2 separate regions of the Oryctolagus cuniculus genome follow, and region 1 is linked to region 2. A link is a contact called in public Hi-C data. All regions are on one chromosome and are shown on one strand. The core of a region is the stretch at or near the end of the contact, and the rest is flanking DNA. Distances in the headings are between cores, read along the strand shown.

Evidence for each region. Hi-C and Micro-C count contacts between places; a contact is called where the count stands out from the background.
Region 1: a Hi-C map of an unstated tissue shows a contact between it and region 2, with 1.5 times the contacts expected there. The contact joins two enhancer-like sites. A contact is called at or near these places in 2 of 6 Hi-C or Micro-C datasets (psoas muscle and an unstated tissue).

The regions. Positions count from the first base shown.
Region 1 is chr3:49,692,095-49,698,308 of mOryCun1.1, reverse strand. NAB1 (NGFI-A binding protein 1) reads left to right here. Exons shown (of 8, transcript XM_002712343.5): 2 at 1,771-2,605. The coding sequence starts at 1,790. Among named protein-coding and RNA genes, the nearest start is that of NAB1, 13 kb to the left of the region's middle. Within about 2 kb of position 2,283, at least 1 of the 8 cell types and tissues checked has an H3K27ac peak or open chromatin away from gene starts, as enhancers often do.
Region 2 is chr3:49,617,676-49,623,871 of mOryCun1.1, reverse strand. No RefSeq gene overlaps it. Among named protein-coding and RNA genes, the nearest start is that of NAB1, 87 kb to the left of the region's middle. Within about 2 kb of position 1,876, at least 2 of the 8 cell types and tissues checked have an H3K27ac peak or open chromatin away from gene starts, as enhancers often do.

The sequences.
Region 1 (6,214 bases), core at 1,034-3,533, 74 kb before region 2:
CTAGATGATGGTCTGTCCCTGCAGTGAGAAGATGCAAAATGTTTGTTTTTATCCAGAGAACTGGGGCAGCCTGAACATGAAGGTGGACCTAAGGAACCTGGGTGATCCTATAGGACTTGTGGGAGTTTGTGGTGCTCCAGAGGGCAAACTAAATAGGGATTTTCTCTGCAGTTTGCCCTCTTTGCCAAATCATGGGCAATCACCTGCATGCGGCCCAGGGACCTGGGAAACTTTGTTCAAAAACACCTTATATGATTTCCTTGGGATTAGCAGAAGCAGCTGGGTCCAGATTACATCTGTTTTGTCTCTTGGGAAGTAGGTCATCAGGTCACCTGGCTATGTCCATTCTAGCCCTTCACAAATAAAGAGCCATAAAATACGAGGAGGTCACTGGTTGATCAAAACAGATTATGGAGGATACAGAACTTCCAGTCACAGCCCTTAGAGGGAGACCCATTCTCCAGGTTGATGTGACTGAAACTAAAATTTTGTCTAACTTTTTGGCTGACAGCATTTGACAACAAAAGTCCACATTTGACTTTCTGGCTTTCAGAGATATATTTCTCTGATTGCAGTATCTCCCATTCAAGTGTTGATCCGAACTGTTTGAGTTGAGAGCAGGTCTTGTACTTTCCTCTGATGTGTGCATTTTTTAAGCCCTCTGTAATTTTTTCCATAGAGGGCTACAGGGTCCTTTTGATTCTAAGGGTACATTGATTACAACAAGTTTGTTTCTCTTAAATGGAAGTACTCAGCCAACTCCTCTTTGTATGTGGGAGGTCTCCAGGCAACTGAACAACTTTTAAAGGCTGCTAAGAGGTCAAGAAGTGCTTTACTAGCTCTTGTTCTGTCTTTTTAACAACAGGTTTCTCTATGTTGCTTGGGCTCTAAAAGTATGTTTCTTCCTTGACCTTGACCTCTGCTGCTGCTATGATGGCCTCAGATTACATTTTGCATCTGTGTCCTTGATACATGTGTAGACACAGTCTTGATGTTTGCATGCAGAGTAGTTGTACGTTAGCATCTTGCCCTGTGCCATGTTCAAGTACCATGCATGTCAGAGGGAATCCCATCGTCCTGATTTTTCTCTGTTATATAATCCCATTGTCACCTATAACTCTTCTCTTCCTAGAACTGTAACTGTTTCCTTTCCTTTTTCATGTTTATGCCTAAGAAATGACCAAGTCTTGTCATTTATTTGTTTGAATTTTTGCTGCCTCTTTCTTGGTTCCTAAATATGCCATCTTCTATTTTGTTACCTCCAGGTCTTACTGAAATCTTCCTTTACCTGCCAGACTAATCCTGCTAATTTTTCTTTATGAAATGGAAATAACTATACCTACTTCACAAGGCTGTTCTGAGGATTAGACATGTGAAGTGTCCATGATACTTCTTGGCACAGTCAGTATTTAACAAATGGTGGTAAACTGTAGTACTTCTCTCCTCTTGCTAAATTTGATTATTTTCAATCTACATCTGTGTCCGCACCATGGAAATAGCCAAGTCTGCCCAAACTGTGGGTTGTGGAGCCTCGTGAGTCTTTGGGTCTCCAGACTTCTGCTTGCTGGTTTTTCTCCAGGAAGGTCTGGCCTTTAGAGTTGTTGGAGTGCAAAATGAGATAAAGTACTTACATAGAAAGAATGGCGCTCTCTTGATGGTTGCAATGCAAATGCTCCTTGTTTTTGTTCCTCTGTATTACATTCTTAAATCCTGTAGTGCCCAGCCTATTCGATTTAAGGAGTTTGAATTTTTTCTCTCTTCTTTTTGCAGGTTTAACCCATCCACAGTAATGGCCGCGGCTTTACCCAGGACCCTGGGGGAGTTACAGCTGTATAGAATATTACAGAAAGCCAATCTTCTTTCTTATTTCGATGCTTTTATCCAACAAGGTGGTGATGATGTGCAGCAGCTCTGTGAAGCTGGAGAAGAGGAGTTTTTGGAGATTATGGCACTCGTGGGCATGGCTAGCAAGCCCCTTCATGTTAGAAGGCTGCAGAAGGCTCTGAGAGACTGGGTTACGAACCCGGGCCTTTTCAATCAGCCGCTGACTTCCCTTCCTGTCAGTAGCATACCCATTTATAAGTTACCAGAGGGATCACCGACGTGGCTGGGAATATCCTGCAGTAGTTACGAAAGGAACAGCAATACCCGGGAACCTCACTTAAAAATCCCCAAATGTGCTGCCACGACCTGTGTGCAGAGCTTGGGACAGGGGAAGTCCGATGTGGGGAGCCTGGCACTGCAGAGCGTTGGAGAGTCCAGGCTCTGGCAGGGCCACCATGCTACCGAAAGTGAGCACAGCCTGTCCCCAGCTGACCTTGGCTCCCCAGCTTCCCCAAAGGAAAGCAGCGAGGCCCTAGATGCTGCTGCCGCACTCTCTGTGGCTGAGTGTGTGGAGCGAATGGCCCCCACGCTGCCAAAAAGTGACTTGAACGAAGTAAAAGAGCTGCTGAAAACCAACAAGAAGTTGGCCAAAATGATTGGTCACATCTTTGAGATGAGTGATGACGATCCACACAAAGAGGAGGAAATTCGAAAATACAGTGCAATATATGGCAGATTCGACTCAAAGAGAAAGGATGGAAAGCATCTCACACTTCATGAGGTAGGAAGCCCATGAATTTTTTCTCTACACAGTGTGCGCTCTTAGACGTATTTGGTAATAATTTGCAGCTACAGAGTTACACTGTCTGAAAGCAGGACTAAAAACATATAAGCATTAGCAAAATGCAACCTCTACGAAAACAGACCATATTTATTGTGCTGGGCTTATATTTGTGTTTAACTCAAACGTTTGTGCTTTGGAACTACAAGGCAGTGACTTTTAGGAATATGTCAGAATTGGATCAGAGAGAGCATAGTCTTTGTGTTTGTAAGGCAGTTTTTCAATTTATAAATTAACCATACATTTCAAAAACATTTTTGCAGACTTCTATTTTAGAAAAAAATTTTGTAAAAATAACCAAAACTTAGCTGGCATAGAAAACAAAATAATATAAATCAATGTTTAGCTTTGAATAGTAGCTTTTAACATTGTTTTGTTCAATGATTGGTGTTAAAAGTTCCCATCGGGGCCATTGTTGTGGCATAGCAGGTTAAGCTACCACCTGCAATGCTGGAATCCCATATGGTTGCTAGTTCATGTCCTGGCTGTTCCACTGCCAATCCAGCTACCTGCTAATGCACCTGGGAAAGCAGCATATGATGGCTCAAATCCTTGGACTCCTGTCACCCACATGGGAGACCCAGACAGAGTTCCAGGTTGCTGGTTTTGGTCTGGCAAAGCCCTAGCTGTTGCAGTCTTTTGGGGAGTGAACCAGCAGAGGGAAGATTGATATTCTCTCTCTCTCTCTCTCTCTCTCTCTGACTCCCTCTCTCCTGTAACTCAATAAATTTTTTAAAAATTCTCATTCTTTTATCTTTATAGCACTCTTATCTAGAGACACTCTGCAAGTATGTGTCCATGTATATAAGTATGTGTGTATGTATATATGTGTGCGTATGTATATGTATATATACACTATTGTACTTCTTTTCTCTTGACCGAGCAGTATGTCATCTTCAAAATTCAGCTCAGAGTAGGAGTTTTGCTTATCAGTTAAATCTCCAGTGAGGATACCTTTGTCCCACATTAGAGTACCTGGGTTCAATTCCCACCTCTGGCTACAGTTGTAGCTTCCTGACAGTGCAAACCCCAAGAGGCAGCTGTGATGGCTCAAGTGGTTGGGTTCTGCCACCTCTGTGGGAGACCCAGTTTGAGTTTTGGGCTCCAACTTCTGTCTTGGTTCAGCCCTAGCCATGGTAGGCATTTGGGAAGTGAACTATGTATGAGAGTTCTGTCTCTTTCTCTCTTGGGGGATGGATTTCACCTGAAACATGACTTATGGTCTTTTCTGCTAATGTTGCCTTCCAGGTAGAATGACCTGTTCTTTTTATTTAGATCTCTGCAACACTGGTGTTACATTTAACTTCAACACTTGATTGTGCTTATATGTATACTTGTCTGTCTCTTGCAATAAACTTGGAGTTTCTTTAAGGCAGAAACAATGCCTCATTCTTCTTTATATCCCTGGAGTCTAATGTACCCAATAAATGCTTGAAAAATAAGTGTATTTTCAAATGTTGAAAAGACTGTTAGAGCTAACTTTTTAAATAGCCATAAATCCTTTAGAAGAAAGGAAATTCTCTGAAAAACTGTTCAGGTTGAGTGCAGTATTTCATGTTTAGCATCAGATGTCCCCAACCCCCAGACTTCTACTTTAACATGAAAAAATACTTACTAAAGGCACTGTGGTGCAGTGGCAGCATCACAAATGGGCACCGATACAAGTCCTAGCTGCTCCACTTCCGATCCAGCTCCCTGCTAATGCATCTGGGAAAGCAGTAGAAGATGGCCCAAGTCCTTGGGCCCCTGTTAACTACATGGGAGATCCCAAAAAAGTTCCTAGCTCCTGGCTCCGGGTCAGCTCAGCTCAGGCCGTTGCAGCCATTTGGGGGAGTGAACCAGCGGATGGAAGACCTCTCTGTCTCTTCCTCTTTCTGTAACTCTGAATCTATAAGCTGCCAGATATTTTCTTTACATATATAAATATGGGATCATGTTTTGCACACTGTTCTAATTATTTTTCTTTCCTTTTTTAAATGGAACAGTGCACATAGTGTGATACACCAATAGGTATCTTTTGAAGTCAGTACACATAGAGTTACCTTATTCTTTTATAGATTGAACTGTATTTCTTTAAAAAAAATTATTTGAGAGAGTTTTAGACAGAGGGACAGACAGAAAGATCTTTCATCTGCAGGTTCACGCCCCAAATGGTCAGAATGGTCAGAGCTGGGCTGATCTGAAGCCAGGACCCAGGAGCTTCTTCTGGATTTCCCACCCATGTGCAGGGGCCCAAGAACTTGGGCCATCTTGTGCTTTCCCAGGCCATAGCAGAGAGCTGGATTGGAAGTAGAGCATCTGGGACTCGAATCAGCGCCCCTATGGGATGCCGGCACTGCAAGCGGCGGCTTTACCCTCTGCGCCACAGCGCCGGCCCCTAAAGTATTCCTTTAAATAATTAATTTTTAAGTCAACCTAATATTCTACCATGGTATTAGACCTTTTTGGAAATAAAGCTCTAATTATTAGGGTTATATTCTGTTTAAAATCAATTAGGCATCTTTATTCAAATAATCAAATGGAGTATATAAAACTTCAGCTTTTGAAGCTTTTAGAAAGTTTAATTAATAAAAACAAAATTTGTAAGTGGGAGCTATTGAAATATATTTTACAAAGAATAAACAGGTCAGGTGTCAGCATTGTGGCATTGCAGGTATTTGTGTTACTGGTAGAACCTCTGCCTGCAATGCCAGCATCCCATCCGAGTGCTAGCTTGTGTCCTGGCTGCTCCTTTTCTGATCCAGCCCCCTGCTGACGGCCTGGGAAAAGGCAACAGAAAATGGCCCAAGTCCTTAGGCCCTTGCTACCCACATGGGAGACCTGGGAGAAGCTCCTAGCTCTTGGCTTCGGCTTGGCCCAGCCCTGGCTGTTGCGGCCATCTGGGGCATGAACCAGTGGATGGAAGACCTCTCTCTGTCTTTCCCTCTCTCTCACACTCCCTCTCCCCATCTCTCCCTGTCTCCCTGTAACTCTGACTTTCAAATAAATAGAATCTTAAAAAACAGTTCAAACAATGAATAAGATATAATTTTGAAATTATATAATTATACTTTGGAGTAGCTTTGCAAAGAATTTTGATGTAGTTTTTCTTTTAATTATGTAAATTTAGACTATGCACTCGACTAAAATAAAATTGATAAGATTCTTCCCACATTCGTTGTTTTTTGCCTAGAAATGCCTTAAATATGTCAATTTGAAAAGATATATTTAAAATATGAGACTTCTTGTATGTGTTTACTTAGGCCTTTTATATTGGTCAGTAATTGTATAATTTTTATTATTGTTTGAGGGAGACAGAGAAAAGAGATAGAGCTCTCATCTGCTGATTCCCTCCCAAAGCTGTAACTGAAAACCTGCTCCTAGGCTCCCATGTGGTCAGCAGGGACCAAACCATGTACACCATCACCTGCTACCTCCCAGGGTCAGCATTGATGGGAAGCTGGAATCAAGAGGGGGAACTGGGAATCAAATGTAGCCACGCCAGAATGGAACTTGGACATTTTAACTGGTGTCTCAGCCGCTGTGTTTTACTCACGTGGGTTTTGCACA
Region 2 (6,196 bases), core at 627-3,126:
CAGGGGACACTGGGAGTGGTGCTCATTTATGTCAGTAAAACCAATGTGAGTGAAGTCATTATTGTTTCAGTTCCACTATAATTAGAGTTTTCTGATCGTGAAACTCGCTCCTTGTCAGAACAAGTGCTTAAAGGATAAATATTTTTCTTTCAGGGAGTATTCTGAGGGTGTTCCTTTGACATGCTTTTATTCAACATGTATTTATTTTTTACTTATAATCAAGGGTTGTGGTAAGTGCTTTACCTATAATCCGATTAATAACCAGTTCCGGATGAGGAAGCTGAGGCTTAGAAAGTTAAATAAGTTGCCCAAGATCCTAAAGTTAATCAGTAGTCGAAACTCCAAAGGTGAGTACAGACAGTCCCTGACTTACAATGGTTTGACTTATGGATCTTAGACTTTATGATGAGGCTTTCTTTCAGTGTGTACATTAAAATGGAGTACCTGGACAACCATTCTGTTGTTCCCTTTCACTACAGTATTTAATAAATTACCCAAGATATTCAACATCTTATTATAAAATAGACTTTGTTAGATTAATTTGTGCAACTGTAGGCTAACCGAGGTGTTCTGAGCACACTTAAGGCAGGCTAGGCTGAGCTTCGATGTTCAGTAGTTCAGTAGTTTAGGTGTATTAAGTGCATTTTTAATTTATAATATTTTCAACCATTGATCAAGGGATGTAGCCCCTTCATAAGTCCAGACACATCTGCACACCAGAATACATTCATCTAGTGGGCAGATGACACAGCTACAGAGAACAATTCATGGATGCAGGTGTGCAGCACAGGTGGGGAGGGGATAGGGTGCACTCGACTTAGTGTAATGGGATGCAGAGGGTAGAATGGAAGAAATGATTGGGGAAGGCTCTGAGAGGATGTGCCTCCAAGGCTGAATCTTCAAGTATGTGTGGGAGCTAAAAGAAGGAGGAGGGAGCACCCTGGGTGTGGGTGACAGGAGGCTGACATTTCAGCAATGGGGCCAGCCAAGTTATTCTCACAGAGACAGTTCAGGAAATAGTCACAGAGCTGTTGAATGACAGCAGGGGCAGAGTCACCTGGCCAAGATACTGCATAGCTTCCCTTGGGCGCAACCAGGGATGCAGAGACGTGAGCCTCTCTGCATGGAGTGCAAAGCCAAGGCAGGGTGGCCGGGGAGGCTGCTGACATTGCGGATGGCAGCGAGCCCAGTGGTGGGAACACAGCTGTGGGGATGGCGGAAATGTTTGGAGGTTGTTTTCCAAGAGCAGCTATTGGAATCTGAGATCAGCTTCCAGATGATGAACAGATTCACAGGGTGGGGCACAGAGGGTGGCTGACTGGAAGTGCTTACTGAGATGAACAGGTGGTGAGGTCACTGGACTTAGAAGAATGTCCCAAGACACTGAGGCTGAGTAGATTCCTTACAGCTCTAAGAATCCATAATTCTGTTAGTTCCCGGGTTTTCCTTGGAATGAATGGGTTTGTAGAATGTTTTAATATCATTCTACATAAGCTGGTTGCCAGAAGTTGCTATTTTGCTCCACTTTTCGGAAACATGCTACAATCAAATCTCGTGATTTTTGTATTAGGATGTACAGGCAGTGTTGGTGATTCCAACACCCCATAACCTGGTGCAATTGAAGAATCCATATGCATTACCATAATAAGCAAAGGGTCCACTGGCGTCAAAGGAGACAAGTAAGCAGCTCAGCTACAAAGACAGGGGAAGTCTTCTCAGCTGCCAAACATCTCTGGGACTTGTAGAAGTCTTGTGAATGTTGCACTAGTGTTACGCATCCTCTCTTCAGACTCCTTCCTGTTGTGTGAGGCGCGGGTGTCAGCTACCAACATAGAAAAATGCCTTGGAACACAGTCCCAGTAAACAGCACATCTGGGCACCTCAGAATGTTTTTACCTTTCAACAACTGCCATGGTGAGGGTCCTGACCTGTGGCTACATGAACCTCTATTACACCCCACTCTTCTGCTCAAAAGAGAAACACAGATCCCAACATGCCTAAGAAACTTTGGTTTTAAAAAGTCCCCTGCCAAGTGTAATCATTCCAGCTTGACCTTTTGCCTTCTGCCCAATAAGAAGGTAGCATGAAAACACAAATGGATAATATGAGTCAAACTACAAAGCTAAATTTGGTCCTCAGCAAAGGCAATGTGAGAGAAAATTGGAGATTGTCTTTGACAAATAAGTTCTAGAGGGAAAATTGTTCTGGGTTCACCAGAATCCCCATAGTTTTTTAAAAAATCTCTTTGCATGAAATTTGAGATGAGGAGCCTAAGAGATGTGATCTGACCCCAGTGTGAGTCTTGGAGACAGAATCGCTTACTGTGTTCCAGGTCACACAGCCACACTTCTGCCCTCCTGCTTGCTGGGAAAGGTCAATGGAGCGCCACTCTATCATTTGAGGAAAATGTTCCCAGCCTTCAGAAAAGTTTTGTTTGGCCTCAAGTTTCAACTTGTGGTGAAGTTTTATATTTGCATTACAAAGGGCTAAAAGATCGAGAGAGAATGTGAGATGCTAGAATGGAAATGATGACTGTTTCCTAGCTTCATTGCGTCCAGTGCATGGACGCAAACATGAATCCTGCACTCTAGTTGGGGTTCTGAATGACAGTGACAGGAGAGGTGCTGACTTCCCTGGAAATCCCCTGATAAAAAGCCCTTACTAACATTCTGCAAATTGGGTCTCCAGGTTCTAATATCGCTCTCTGACCAACAAAAGAATGCATTTCCGACAATGTAACCTGTTCAAACAGAGGAAATAAGCCTTCTCCCTTCACCGTGCGACCTCTGGCGAGGAAGACAGCACCTGCCAGGGAGGGCAGAGGTGCGTCCCGAATGTTGCGGTCATCCAGAGGAAGGGTCCACTCTTGACCAGGGCACTGCAAAGGCTTCTCTACATGGCCTAGCATCCCCAAGTGTCTTCTGCCTTCACAACATTTCTTGGAAACTTGGAATAGAAAGCTTCCATTATTTTGCTCTTTCAGGAAATGATTCACAGCATTTCCAAAATCAACAGAATCTCATACAACAGAATATTTGAATTCCCAAAGCAGGAATTGCTCTTTGCAAACCCCTACAGACTCCTTGCTCATTAAGTTTATGTCTGTGATTCTGGCACATTAGCCTCGAGCAAAACAACAACCATCTAACTCTTCAAATTAAAAAGATAATAATAATAAAAATTTCCAATCTCCCTGGTTCTATCTTCTAGGAGAGGATCTGAGGTTGATGTGGAGGAGACAGGGCAACGTGGGGAAGTGGAAAGAATGCAGGAGGAGAGGAGACTCATCAGATGTCAGCCCTGGGCCTGCTGCTGACTGGGAGCTGTGACCCATCATCCTCAATTTCCTCAGTTATAAGAATTATAACACTTCTTGTTGAAGCCTTCATGACATCAGAAGACTTAATATTTTTAAAAGATATGCAAAAACCAAGATGTCAGACAAAATGATGTCTGAATATCATTGTGAGAGTAAGAACTTGGACGTTGGGCATTTTCTCATTGAAAAGAGAGGGTGTTACTCCTATAATAGGGCAGATTCCCTTGGGCTGGGCAAACACTTTCACTGCATAATTCCTTATGTGAATAGCGGGATGAGTAAAAAGGAAGTAGGCTGTGATCAGTGAAGCTTCCTCTTATGGTCTTCCGGAGAAAAATTAAAGCTGTTCTGAGGACTCCTAGATGCTAAGATGATTCAGAAATATTGTGTTCTATACACCCTACTTCCACTCATTGCTTGTATTTAGACCCTGTTGAACTTGAATTTCTTCTCTTGGAATTGCAACATCTTCAACATGTTTGGATCCCATTAGCAAAGAAGCAATGCAGCTGTTCATACAACCAAGAGCACTGACATTTTTTTAAGATTTATTTACTTATTTGAAATTCAGTGTTACATAGAGAGAAGGGGAGGGAGAGAGAGAGAGAGAGAGAGAGAGAGAGAGAGAGAGAGAGAGATTCCATTCACTGGTTCATTTCCCCAGGTGATCACGATAGCTGGGGCTGAGTCAGGCTGAAGCCAGGAGCTGGGAGTTTCATCTGGGTCTGCCACATGTGTAGCAGGGACCCAAATACTTGGGACATCTTCCGCTGCTTTTCCCAGGCCATTAGCAAGGAGCTGGATCAGAAGTGGAGCAGGTGAGCCTTGAACCAGCACCATATGGGATGCCAGAATCACAGATGATGGCTTTACCTGCTATGCCACCTCACCAGTCCTGCACTGAATTATTTTTGATCTCTAAAGTAGATGCTGGGATATACCAACCACAGGACCAAAACACTTATGGTTGGAGCTTTCTGGCAGATTGCTCAATTCCTTTTTCCTTTCCTAGGAATTGTTGAAGGAGTTTCTTCCTTCAGCTTAGGGAACTGCCACTGTCTCATCCATGTGGGGTAGGAGTGCTTTGGCTCCTGGGTTGTAATTTAGGATGTTTTTCAATAGCCATCCAGAGAGCTCTGTAGCATTGGCTCAGGCCTTTGTTGCAACTGCTTCATTATTTGGCTGGACGATTTCTCTCCGCCCAGGCCTGTTTTCCCTAGAAGACCTCCTGTATTAACAGCCTTAGACTGCAGTCCTTCATTTCAGCAGGGTTCACACCAATCCCAGAACTGATGAGAGCAGCTTAATTCCTTGTTTAAGAATGTGTTTTATACTGAATACCTGCTTTCCTTCTGGAAGTCTGGAATTTTGGTGCATGCTAGGCCAAGGATACTTACATGGCCTGCTCCCAGTAAAAACCCAAGGTGTTGAGTCTCTAGTGAGCTTCTCTGGTAGACAGCGTTTCACACGGGTTGCCACATTTGTCTTTCATGACTCTGTTGAGAGAGGTTTGCATCTGATTTTCTCCAGAATTCATTCCACGCACAACTTCCCTTTGCTGATTTTTGTTGAAATCTCTTTGCTGCCGTACATTGTGGCTTGGACTATAACTATATGCTGAGTCCTGTTAATCCACCTGTCAGTCATCAAACTCCCCAGTAAACTTCCTGCATGCAAAACTCTTTTATCTCAGAAAAGCTGGCCTAAGTTTTCTGCTCCTTATCTCTTACTCAACACCTAGTTTTCTTGTGGTTCAATTTCAGTTAAGAGGACCATTCTTCCAATTCCCTAATCTTAGAATCTCAGAATCAAAATGCTCCTATCCAGTTGACTAAGTCCTTCCAAATATATCTCTGTAAGGTCTCCTAAACATGGCCCTTCCATTCTCCCCACCATCGTCATGATCCAGTCTGTCATACTTTCCATCTGGATGATGGCTTCAGTTCCCTAATGGTTCACTTTCCCATCACATTGATACTCAGTGCTGCCAAATTCATCTTCGTAATGTAAACTTTGGAAAAAGTGAGTATCTAGCTTTAAAGGCAAAATAAATCGAAACAACCTCATGTAAAAACATGATTTCAGAATAATGTTAAACTTACAAGGCATTCAAGGCCTCATGGACTGGCATCAGTCATTGTGCTAGTCTTACCCACTTCTACACCTTTTAGTGAAATGGAACCTCACACTGCTCACTAAAGAAACCTTGTGTTTTCGCCTTCTTTCCTGTATTCATGCTACTTCTTCCTTCTCAAAAGGTCTGCTACCCATCTTTTCTTATCAAGGCTTTGTCACTACTTTCAATGCCAACTGCACTTTTTCTATAAAATCTTCCCAGCCTACAGCTCAAAGCAGAATTAAAGTCTTGTCCTTTGGTCTTGGACAGTAAAAATTGATTGATATATCTCCTCTTCTGATGTGCGTCTCTGAAAATAATAATAAGGTTGTGTCTCCTTTCATCTGGATCAGTCAATTTGACTAAACAAGAGCGAAAGGAAATTTGGGGGCAAGAATTTTTATTCATGCTGGATAGAGAATCATCCATAATTTAGATGCTGTGTATTCTGGACTAATGGTCTCCAAATGTTCTGATTATGTCCCCCTTAAAAAAAAAACCTGAACATGTGTTTCCAAGATTATGAATGCTTATTTACATATTATATACATTTACATTATACTTTTATGGCCACCATAGAACACAAGCATCAATAGTACTTTTCAAAGGATGAAATGAAAAATAGATGTTGGAAGTTTTGGTATTTCCACCCCATGCTCCTGTGACCCTCTTTGCATTGAGTAATGTGCATTCCTTTCTGGGGAACTCTGCTTCCAAACCTCAGGGCTTGGTGTGTTCCCTTCCCCCCACTACCCACCACC